Regions from separate parts of the Macaca mulatta genome. Here region 1 is linked to region 2. The links are chromatin contacts, called in public Hi-C maps. All regions are on one chromosome and are shown on one strand. The core of a region is the stretch at or near the end of the contact, and the rest is flanking DNA. Distances in the headings are between cores, read along the strand shown.

What was found. A called contact is a pair of places that touch in the nucleus more often than the background predicts.
Region 1: a Hi-C map of fetal cortex germinal zone shows a contact between it and region 2, with 3 times the contacts expected there. The contact joins the promoter of ZNRF2 here to the enhancer-like site in region 2. A contact is called at or near these places in 4 of 14 Hi-C or Micro-C datasets (cortical neurons, fetal cortex germinal zone, fetal cortical plate and 1 more).

What each region holds. Positions count from the first base shown.
Region 1 is chr3:98,073,924-98,079,803 of T2T-MMU8v2.0, forward strand. ZNRF2 (zinc and ring finger 2) reads right to left here and starts at 2,345. Exons shown (of 5, transcript XM_002803334.4): 1 at 1,108-2,345. The coding sequence starts at 1,570. It also overlaps the pseudogene LOC114677317.
Region 2 is chr3:97,822,864-97,829,146 of T2T-MMU8v2.0, forward strand. No RefSeq gene overlaps it. Among named protein-coding and RNA genes, the nearest start is that of GGCT, 39 kb to the right of the region's middle. Within about 2 kb of position 2,803, at least 12 of the 40 cell types and tissues checked have an H3K27ac peak or open chromatin away from gene starts, as enhancers often do. A contact at or near this core is called in fetal cortex germinal zone and fetal cortical plate, where this site is marked.

The sequences.
Region 1 (5,880 bases), core at 1,095-3,594, 250 kb after region 2:
AGCATGGAGCTCAACTGTTTGTCCCTTGCTCTGAACGGAATGCATTTACTACGTATTCCACTTTACTAAGTCTCCACTCAAAGTTCCTACGTTTACAAACACATGAGTAAAAGAGGCACAAAAATGTAGGGGATGCTGTTTTCGCTGCTAATCTGTGCTCAGCTGCGAATTCTTCTAATATCAGATGCATAATGCGATGAAATGGGAATGCTTATCTTCTATACTTCTATTTATTTTCATAAATCGGGGAGGGGAGGTGGTCTTGATTCATTTACTATTAGCGTTTTGCAATAAAGTAGATCAGCATAAAACACAACTGAAGAAGAATTCACTTTTCCCAGGACAATGCACCCTTCCTCCTGTTTCTATAGTAAAGCCATCTTTTGCTATTAAAAATGCCCATTTTTCACAACTGACTTTTCCTTAACTCTAGTCAACACTGCTCTTCAAAAGAACCTAGTAGGCTGATTTGCAAAATTTTTACTTCCTTAGGAAATTTTTCCATTTTCTAAATGTTTTCCAAATTAAGCAGGACTCACATTAACTGTGACCTTAAGTAGCGGTTTAGTGAGGTTTAAAAACAAACTTTTCATTAACGCATTCATACAACTAGAGTGACATAGTAAGTGGGACTGACACAGATTTAAGGATTATAGCTTTATATTAAAAGTCAGTCCAAAGATGGTAACTCAGCGTTCATTCGAGACCCTTTGACTTTTGGCCTTTAAAAACTGTTCCCCACTGAGTCCCCAGATAGAACTACATTTAGCAACGGGTCTCCTCCTGACTTCCTGGTACTAAAAGCCACAACCACAAGGGCTGTTTCGTCTGTTTGTTGTAAAACAACATTTGCTCCAGTCATCTCTATGGAAAACAGACTTTCTCTACCGGGGAGCCGCTGAGGTGAGGGTGCTCACGATGTTTAAAAACCAAACCACGCGTCTACGCGATAGCGGCACCGCAGGAGTTAAGTGCCGGGGGTTTCTTCCCAGGATAGAGACCTGCCCGGCCGAAGGAGAAAAGGAGAAGGGTAAAAATAGCCGGCGGCCACGACCCACGTGCAGCCGCGGGAGGACCGAGCGCGGGCGCGCGGAGAGGGGTCCGTACCTCCAAACATGTGCGGCGAGAGGTGAGCTGGTAAGGAGCCGATCACCAGGCGCGGCCCGCCGGGGCTCCCGCCCACCGGCCGGTCCCGGCCGCCGCCGCCGCCGTCTTCAGGGCTGCTGTGCACCGAGTCCTGCGAGCCGTAAGGGCCGCTGCTGCTGTTCGGGATGCTGAAGGAGGACTGCGCCGCGCGGGCCCCCGACGCCACGCTCCCCACGGCCCCGCCGAGGGAGCGGCTGCGCGGGGCTGCTGGGGCCGCCGCGGCCGCCGCGGCGCCGCCTGAGGCGCTGGGCTGGTGAGCGCTGGGCACCTGAGCCGGGAACCTCCCAGCCGCGGCAGCCCGAGCGCCCCCGCCGCCGCCCGCGGTCCCATTGGCCCCTCCACTGCTACTGGAAGGTAGATCCGAGCCCGAGTAAGCGCGCGTGCGGCCGTTAGCGGCGGCCGGGCCGCTCTGCTTGGCGCCCATGTCCGCCCTGCCCTGGGCCGGGCCCGCGCGCTGCGCCCCGAGAGCCGGGAGGGCGGGAGAGAGCGCAGGAGCTAGAGGGCAGGGCCGAGGCGCCGCGGCCGGCCCAGAGAGGCCCCCGCACGTCCAGGGCCGCCGCCCGGCGCCCCGAGGGGCAGTCGGCGCCCGGCGCGCTCTTCTCGGGGCAGTGGGTGAGGCCGGCGGCCTGACGCGGGCGCAGGAGACGAAGAGACGCGGAGAGGAAGAGGTCCCGGCGGCTGGCACCCCTCGCTGGCTCCAGCAGGAACGGGCGGCTCAGGTGGCCGTGCGGCTGCCGCTGGTTTCGGTTCTGGTGCGCCACGACGGGCTGCTGCCGCTCTCTGCCGCCGCGCTCGGCGCCCCGGGCCTCGGCACCGCCTCCTCTCGGGCGGCCGCTGCTACCGCCGCCATCCTCCGGCTCCCACGGCGGCTGGCGGCTGAGTGGGAGGTGCCGGCCCAGACTCCGCCGGGGCCACCTTCCCTCCTCCCCCAGCCACCCAGCTGTTATTAACGGAGAAAGAGGAAAAACGGGTGGCGCGCGAGGGGAGGACGAAGAATGGGAGGGAGGGGTGGCGCGCGCTTCCCGGCAACCGTCTCCTCGCTCCCCCTGCGAAGGAGGGGCCGGACTGGCGGGAGGATCTGGGCCGCGAAGGTGGGGGTGCCCGAGACGGGAGGAGGTGCCCTAGCCCTCGCGCCGGAAGACCGCGGAGCGGCGCGGCGGCAGGGTGCGCCCAGCCCGTGTGTTTGGGTCGCGCGCGGTGACCCCGCCCCCGCCCCCTCGCGCCGCCGGGCCGATTGGCTCCTGCCGGCCTTGCTCCGCCTCCCCTGGCCGCGACCTGCCCGCCCCTGCTCCGCCTCTCCAAGGTACTGCGGTGTGGTAGGTGCTGCCACCCGTGGACTCGGTGATGGACAGGTGTCTGGCCCCGCCCCGCCAGCCAGGGCGAGCCCGTGTCTTCCTCGCGGGGCCTACGCTGATAGGAGGGACGGACACCCGGCGCCAACCAGAAGGCGGCCCCTCCTCCCGCATGTGGCCCGCCGACGCTGGAGGAGCCTGTGTCAGCTGCAGCTTTTCCTGGCAGGGGGCGTGAATGGCTGTGTCCTGTGCCCAGAGCCATTTGGTTTCGGTGGGTGTTGGTGTTACACACTGATTTAAAAAACAGAATCTCAAAAGCCAGCTTGATCTGAATTAGACTCACTCGTGAAACACCAACCTGGGAGGAAGCGCAGAGTTGGAAGAACTCGGGATAATCCAACTTGACCTTCCGTGGTAGGGCAAAAACCGTCGTGCCAGGAATGCTGCACCTGACTCACAAAACCTAAGATCTAGGCCCAACACCAAACTAAATTATGTGTAGTGAGCAAATTATTTTACTTTTTTGGACTTCAGGTTTGTTTTTGTTTTTGTTTTTGAGACCGAGTCTCGCTCAGTCACCCAGGCTGGAGTGCAGTGGTGCGATCTCGGCTCACTGCAACCTCCTCCCGGGTTCGAGCAATTCTCCTGCCTCCTCCTCCAGAATAGCTGGGATTACAGGCGCGTGCCACCACACCTGGCTAATTTTGTATTTTTAGTAGAGACAGGGTTTCACCATGTTGGCCAGACTGGTCTCGAACTCCTGTCCTCAAGTGATCCACCCGCCTCGGTCTCCCAAAGTGCTGGGATTACAGGTGTGAGCTACCGCACCTGGCCGACTTTTTGTGTTAAATCCTAGGGCACCTGCATCTTTAAGATCCTATAACTTCTCTAAAATTGAATGTAATAAAATTCTCTTCAGTGCATTCCTCGGTGTTGGTGTGGTCTCTTCACGGCAGAGTGGGGTCTGGATACCCAGGGAATAGCCTGCTCTGAGACTCCCATTTTGAAAATGTCTAGTCTCTACTTGAAAATAATAGCAAGTGGTGTTTTATGAAACTACAGAAATAAATACTTTGCCATTTTTCACTATTTGCAATAAGTCGTTTATGTAATGATTTTCATCACTCTTAGGGTATGGGAATCAAGTTTTTAAACAAATGGAGAATATATGTATACATATAAAGACATGCATCGTGTATCTATGTACACAAACACACATATTTAATGGAAAAACAAAGGTACTCAGTGCTTTATATGCAATATCATGTTAAGATATGGTCATTATTCGGGCGGATCACAAGGTCAGGAGATCGAGACCATCCTGGCTAACACGGTGAAACCCCGTCTCTACTAAAAAATACAAAAACCTAGCTGGGCAAGGTGGCGGGCGTCTGTAGTCCCAGCTACTCGGGAGGCTGAGGCAAGAGAATGGCGTGAACCCGGGAGGCGGAGCTTGCAGTGAGCTGAGATCTGGCCACTGCACTCCAGTCTGGGCGACAAAGCGAGACTCTGTCTCAACAAAAACAAACAAAAAAAAGATATGGTCATTATTAAATCTTTCGCCTTTTACTAAAGATTTCCGTGGAGAGGAACAATTGTGAGTTCACCACCAAATTTTTTGACGTCCTGCTTAGGGGGGGCTAAAAAAAAAAAAAAAAAAAGATATGGTCATTATTTTGGTTAAGTGCCCTCTGCAGATGTTTCCTGCCACCTCCTTCCCCATCCCAGCATCACAGACTGACTTCAGTGTTCCCACTCAGTGCTGTACAATAACTCCTTCATAGCTCTGATCATGTTATTGTTATTACACATCTTGCTTGTCACAATTGGCTCCATGATAAACTTCATGTCTGGACCTCCAGTGTTTAACATAGTGTCTGGTCTTGCAATGGTACAAAAAATGTTTTGTGAATGAATGAATGAATGAATGAGTGAGTGAATACATATATCTTCACCAGTTGTACTAAAACGATTATTTCTTGAATGTCACTCATTAACTTATGTTCTTATTCTCCTTGACATTTCCCTTGCGGTGGATGCCCCTTCCACCTCCTCTCTGGTGGGCCTTTTTGTTTCTTTCCCCACAAGGATTCTGGAGATAAAATGCTGGCCTTCTATGTTCTTTCCTTGGCCCTCTTTCCTCTCTCCTCACCTTTCTCATCTCTCTCCAGTCACCAGCATGAAGCTTTCGATGTATGTTATTGTCAACCAAATAGTTCTGCCTTCATTGAAAATGTGTCGCTTCTTTATTTATTTATTTATTTTGAGATGGAGTCTTGCTCTGTCGCCAGGCTGGAGTGCAGTGGTGGGATCTGGGCTCACTGCAACCTCTGCCTCCCAGGTTCAAGCGATTCTCCTGCCTCAGCCTCTGGAGTAGCTGGGATACAGGCACATGCCATCATGCCCGGCTCATGTTTTTGTATTTTTAGTAGAGACAGGGCTTCACCATGTTGGCCAGGATGGTCTTGAACTCCAGAAATTGTGATCCACCCACCTCGGCTTCCCAAAGTGCTGGGATTACAGGCGTGAGCCACTGCGCCCAGCCGTCACTTCTTTATTATACCTACCAGTTCTTCAAAAATTAAAAGTGCTGCTTCATCCAAATGAGTACACACAGGTATACGCATATGTAGAACTGCAACGGATTTTTGAGATAATACCCATGCTATCAGAAATGCACTCTGCTTTCTATTTGACTTCACTTTTGTAAAATGCTGGTCACCGCTTATTGGATTGATTTTATAACCCCCTAAGGGGTTGTAATCTGCACTTGGATAAACAGTAGTCTAAATCAGTGCTTTGCAAACTTTAGCACACACAAGGATTACAGGAAAACCTTGTTAAAACAGGCTGTTGAGCCCCACCCTCAATGATTCTCATTCCATAGCTCAGGGTTGGGCCTGGAGAATTTGCATCCTAACAAACTGCGCAGTGATGTTGCTGCCGTCAGACTTCAGACTCTTGTTTGGAGAAGCACTGGTCTAAATGGCGCTTTCCTCTACAGTCAGAACTGTTGTTTTAATGCCTTCATGACCTTATTAAGAGACGAGAGCCCAGCTCTTTAAAATGTTTCAAATTTGAAGGTTTCAAAATACACTATATTCCTCCTGATGCTGTTCAATGATAGGTTGACCAAAGGCTTTGGGGGTGCAAAATTAGGTATTGTTAAAGCACTTTGCATTGACAAAATTATTGGCCACAAACCCACACTGGAACAGGTAAGCTACTTCTGGGCTTTCAATAAAAATGCCTAACCAATCAGTTTGTTGTTGTCTAGTTTGAAGTTTAGTTGGGGCGAGCCTCTTCCCTTTGTATTCCCTTACTCTCCTTTGCGTTCCTCTTTCCTCTCTTGGTTTCTCTTTTAAAACTCTGCTGGATCAGACCTTTGATGTGTGGGCCAGCAAATTTGCATAGTGACACCCATTAGTCCTCTCAGTCAGGG
Region 2 (6,283 bases), core at 1,553-4,052:
CTCAGAAGAGCAGAGAGCTGAATGCAGTGAGAACAGAACCTTACTGAGGCTTAGGCAAGGCTCTTCCAGACAGCGAAATGCCCTAAGACAGGACTGTGTTTGGCATGTCCTGGAAACAGGAGAGAAGCCAGGGCCTCTGGAATGTGGTGAAGGAGAGGGAAAAGTAGGAAATGAGGCTGGAGAGAGAGGTAGGGGCCAGAATACATAGGGCTGTGTAAGTCACATTGAGTTCTTTGGATTTTCCTGTAAGTGTGGATGGGAAGCAGTTGGAGGGTTTTGAGCAGGGGTGGTGTGATCTGACCTGCATTTTATAGTCATCCTGCTGGCGGAGGTGTGGAGGAAAAAAGCAGGGGGCAGACGTAGAGGCGAGGGCAGCCAGTTAGGAGGCTACAGGAGTAGCCCAGACCAGACAGGAGGGTGGCTCGGCCCTCAGAGATCTTGGTGGGGCAGATTAAAGAGTGATCAAGTTAGAGCTAACAGACTTGTTTTTTTTTTTTCCCCAGACCGGGTCTCGCTTGTTGCCCAGGCTGTAGTGCAGTGGTGCAATCACGGCTCACTGCAGCCTTGACCTCCTGGATCAAGGTATCCTCCCACCTCTCAGCCTCCCAAGCACCTGGGACTACAGGTGCACGCCACCATGCCCAGCTAAGTTTTGTATTTATAGAGACATGGGTCTCACCGTGTTACCCAGGCTGGTCTTGAACTCCTGGGCTCAAGACATCTGCCTGCCCTGGCCTTCCAAAGCGTTGGAATTACAGGCGTGAGCCACTGTGCCAGGCCAGAGCCAACAGGACTTACTGAGAAACTATGAGAGAGAGAGGGGTCACGGATGACTCCCCCTGTTCAACCAAGCAACGAGGTGAATGGTGCTGCTGCTTCCTGAGATGGGGAAGACTATAGAGGAAACAAAGCAGGAATGACAAATCAGGAATTTAGCTTTGAATACACTAGGTTTGAGAAGTCTAGTCTATACCCAAACAGACCACACTGTGGCATCTGTGTAGCAGGATCTGCAGAATCCAGCAGGATGGGTGCCAGTGCCAAGCTGAGTAGACAGTTGGGTCTGTGAGTCTAAAGCTCAGGGTAGACCTCAGGGTCTGGGATACAAATCTGGAGATCATCAGCCTGTCCATGAAAGCCAGGGGAATGATGGAACATACTATGAGAAAAAGAGAAGAGAGGAAAGAGAAGAGGTCCATGGAAGGAGACCTGGGAGAATCCAACCTTCGATTAGATCAGGAAGAGGAGAATCCAGCAAAAAATGCTGAGAAGTCTCTGGAAAGGAAGTCTTCCTTCCTTCCCCTGCACCGGGAGAAGTGCTATCCCAGAAATCAGTAAAGAAAAGTGTTTGATGGGGAGAGCAGGATCACCTTTGTCAACTGCTGCTGCGAGACTTGGGAAAATGAGGACTGGAAAGAGAGCAATAGAAACTTGAAAAGCCATTGGTTATCTTGACAAGAGTTTCTGTGGGGGTGGTGAGAATTGGAGCCTGATTGGATGGGTTCAAGAGAGAATGGGGAGTTCTAGCCAAGAAGGCTGAGAGGATGAGTCAAATTAAAAACGTTTTCTTTTTATGAGTCCTCTCATATTTACTGATATATTGGGTTTCCATTCTGCCACATTACTTTATATTAATCATGTATTATATCTGCTGTGTTTCTTTCTCTGTGCAATGTATTTTTTTACTTTAAAAATTGTATTTATAAAGGTTTGTAATTTTATTCCAGTGGTTATTTTATATGTACACTTTTTTAATGCTCTTTTTTTAAAATTTGTTTTTAAGACAGGGTCTTGCTCTTTGCCCAGGCTGGAGTATAATGGCGCAATCCCAGCTCACCAAAGCCTTGGCCTCCTGGGCTCAAGAAATCCTCCCACCTCAGCCTCCCAAGTAGCTGGGACTACAGGCATGTGTCACCATACCCAGCTATTTTTTTGTATTTTTTGTAGAAACGGGGTCTCCCTGTGTTGCCCAGGCTGGTCTCAATCAGGCGATCCAGGGCACAAGCGATCCTCTTACCTCAGCCTCCCTTGGCTCTTACTCTTATTTTCTTGTTTAAGCTTTTACTGTCTGGTTTGTAAATACTGTAGTATTCTTCATCTCCCATACATTGCCCACACAACAATCTAGGAACATATTCTGTTTTTTCCTTTCTCTTTCCCTTGTTGTCCCATTTTGAGTTGCACTATTTCCTTATCATCTCTTATCAGCTGAAGCTCGTTCTCTAGTATACAGATCAGAAAACTTTTTATTTTTTGCAAGGGGCCAGATAGTAAATATGTTGTTTTGCAGGCATGCAATCTCTGCCACAGCTCTACCATTGTAGAGTATAAGCAGCCATAGACAAAATGTAAACAAATGGGTATGGCTGTCTTCCAATAAAACTTTATTTGCAAAAACAGGTGGTGGGCCAGATTTGGCCTATAGGCTAAAGCCCTATCTTAGAGTAGCAGCAGTAAGGAGACAGAAAAACTGTGCAGGAGGCGAGAGAAAACTGGCAGGAGAGCTAGGGGCATATTGACAGAAGAGGAGACCTTTAAATCTTTCAGGGGTAGAAAAAATGAAATTCTTTGATGTTACTCAATAGTTTACCTGCTCGGAAGGAGGAAAGGTGTCTCTTCCATCTCAGGGTTGGCTCGGCATCCATTGTGCTGGATTCTGCAGATCCTGCTGGCCAGATGCCACAGTGTGGTCAGCTGAAAGTGATTTGCTCATCCTGAAAACAGCAGGTACAGAAAGCGCTCTTTCAGCGCCATGGCAACCAGATCCTGTTTTTCTAAAAAAGGATCAGATCAGCGAGTGCCTCCCTCCAGGCGTTGATCCATTAATGTGCACTGAGCTCATTTCAGAGCCAGGCCTTGGGCTGAGTGCTTAGAATACAAAGATGCATAAGGCAAAGTCCCTGTTTTAAGGAGCTCTCAGACTGGAGGAGGAGGCAGACATGCACAGTAAACAGTGTAATCACACGCCATCAAAGGACGGGACACACAAAGGGCTGGGGAGCATCTCCTCCTCTTTGGGAGTGAAAAACTAACCTGGAGATCTAAGGTTGAGCTGAATTTTGGAGAATCCGTCAGAATTGGTCAAGAGGACAAACGGGGATGGGTCAAGGAAAATGGAGAAGCTTGAGGGCTGTGGCAGCTCCGCAGAATGGCAAGTATGGCCAGAGGATGGTGTCTCCGGGGTGCCGGAGATGGCCGTGGAGAGGCACCGAGGCCAGGCCATGCTGCCTCTGCTGCCTCTGCTGTCACCAAGGTCAACGACAACCTGGTGCCCAAGCCAGTGGCATTTTGCAGCCTACTTTTACTCATTCCTTCTTTTGGAAAATGCTCCCTTTACAGCCTGATTTTCATGGTATCATGACCTGCTATCTCCTGATGTGTCCTCTGCACATCCAGCTGCTCTTTCTCACTCTCTTATTTGTGCTCTCACTTCCTTAAATTTTAACCTTCTTCTCATGCTGCACTTTCTCCAGGTATATGAGAAACGTCTCCATTTTTCACTTTCATCTCTATTGCTGTTTGTCTGTTGTCCTCAATTTCTCCTACCACAAGATGAGACCCTATATGTATCTGGGGATGTGGCCTCAAGAACACCAGTGTGGCAATCCCAGTGAAAAGCTTTTTCCCAGTACTCATCTTTCCATCCTGGGGAAGGCATGGGATTGCTGCTGGTTGGTTTTGTGCCTATCCTGGGACCCATCACTATTATCAGAGTGATGGGCCAATCCTATATATGGTGAGGGAAATGAGGTTCCATGATTGGCCCCGTCAGTCACAGGGATGGAAAGGCAGTTTCCTAAGACAGATGTATCAGGCAGGAGACAGGAGCTATACAATGTCAACAGGGAAAGTGTAATATAAATAATCATGAACTAATAATAGGGGGTTAGCCACTAAGGGATAAAAAGAAGTCTAAAGGTTACTGAAACAGGTGAATGGATAAACAAAATGAAATGTGATTCTGCCATAAAATGGAATGAAATTCTGATAAATGCTCCACATGGATAAACCTTGAAGACATTATGTACGAAATGAAATAAGCCAGACTCAAAAGGGCAAATATTATATGGTGCCATTTATACAATGTACCACGAATAGTCGATTCATAGAGACAGAAAGTAGAATGGAGGTTTTCAGAAGCTGGAGGAAGGGGAGAATGGGAAGTTATTGTTTAATGGGTGATAAGGTTTGGCTCTGGGTCCCCACCCAAATCTCATCTCAAATTGTAATCCCATGTCAAGGGAGGGACCTGATGGGAGATGATTGGATCATAGAGGTGATTCTCATGATAGTGAGTGAGTTCTCATGAGATTTGATGGTTTAAAAGTGTGTGGCTCTCTTCTCTCTTTTTCTCCCTCTCCTGCCACTTTGTGAAGAGAAGATCTGCCTTGCTTCCCCTTTGCCTTCCACCATGAACGTGTTTCCTGAGGCCTCCTCCGGCACGCAGAACTGTGAATCAATCAAACCTCTTTTCTTCATCAGTTACCCAGTCTCAGGTAGTATCTTCGTAGCAGTGTGAGAACAGACTATTACAATGGGTATAGAGTTTCACCTTGGAATGATAGAAAAGTTTTGGAAATAGATAGTGGCAATGGCTGCAAAACATTGTGACTGTATCTACCGTCCATGAATTGTACACTTAAAAATGGTTAAAATGATAAATGTTACGTATGTTTTACCACAGTAAAAAAAATACAAGCCAGCCTGGCCAACATGGCAAAACCCTGTCTCTACTAAAAATACAAAAATGAGCCGGGTGTGGTGGCACACGCCTGTGATCCCAGCTACTCTGGAGGCTGAGGCAGGAGAATCACTTGAACCCGAGAGGCAGAGGTTGCAGTGACCTGAGATCACGCCACTGCATTCCAGCCTGGGCGATAGAGTGAGATTCCGTCTCAAAAACAATAAATAAACAAAAACCAGGAATCGTGGATATAGGTGGCAGGCATTAGCTCTAGGGCTGAAGCAGAGAACCCAAGGAAGGAACCAACTTGGAAAAGGGTCTCCCCAGGGATGAGACTCAGACACCGTTGGAGATGGTGTGGCTAGAGCCCGCAGGATGGCAAAGAAGTTTGTTGTAGTACTTCAGGCCAGGCTGGCATGCAAGAAACCCGTGCACCGGTGGGGGCAGCGGGGTGGGGGCTGACAACACTCACTGAGAAGCTGCTGTCTGAGGCGCAGGCACTCACTAGGACTTCACCCGTGGTATGTTACTGAAACTCAGGGGAGCCAGCTGCTGGAGCATTTATGAGACACACTGGGCCACCATCTGGGGCTTCAGCAGTGTTTGGTGAAAACCTGCCTGTGGGGTTGCTGCTAAATTTGCTGGAGAGCTGACTGAGGTGCTAGCAGAACTCCTCAGGAAACTCACCAGGGGTGCCCCACGCACCAGTCAAGAGCGGGAGCAAGAGGAAAGGAAGGGAGCCTCTTCTTCCTGCAGTGTCCCTCCAGAGCCCTCCATTGACAGCACTTAGTATCGTGCTAGCAGGCAAAGACATGTTTACAGGATTCAGCTCCAGTATCACAAAGGAGGATAACGAAGAGTGGATTTGGAATTCAGAGGCACTAAAGTGATAACTGTCACCACCCACCTCTTTGGCTACCGAGTTTCCATATGCACCCTCCTACACATATCTGAACTTCTATACAACAATGAACAAAATATAGCTATCCTTCTTACCAGTAAAGATATTCCTACCCTTTCTCCCAAATGAGAAGATACTCAGTGCCAACAATTGTATCCATCTCTGGCTATATTCATTACTCGAATTTGATCACAGTCCCTCTAAATATTCTGTTACCAAAAGACCAAATTGTAAAATTAACCTCCAACAACTTTTATATAAACTAATGAAGAAGGAGAGAGAGAGAAAATGGATGGCATTTTCCCATCACCCATCTATCAGCAGTAAAGAACTCTGGAGAAGCGCTCTTGAGGAAATATCTTTGGGAAGAATCCCTGATTGGCCTTACTTGGGTCATGTGTGTTGGAGTCTATGAAAGTCTGGAATTTTGCCCATCTTACAAGCTAGTAAGCCTGTTACAGTTTCATGGATGCTGGCAGATGACATGAGACTGGATCAGAGACAAAGGACTACACTACTCATGGCAGAACAAGTTGCAAGAGGTTTGTGTTAGTTAGCATTGGTTTTCCATGTCCCCAAGTTCCACTGGGGTGATGTGGAGGGGCCCAGGTGGTTACTGTACACACAGGGTGTTTGTACTGCAACTAAGGAACACCGAGCTTGGGAACATACAATTTAACAGTAAGTGATGAGCAAGC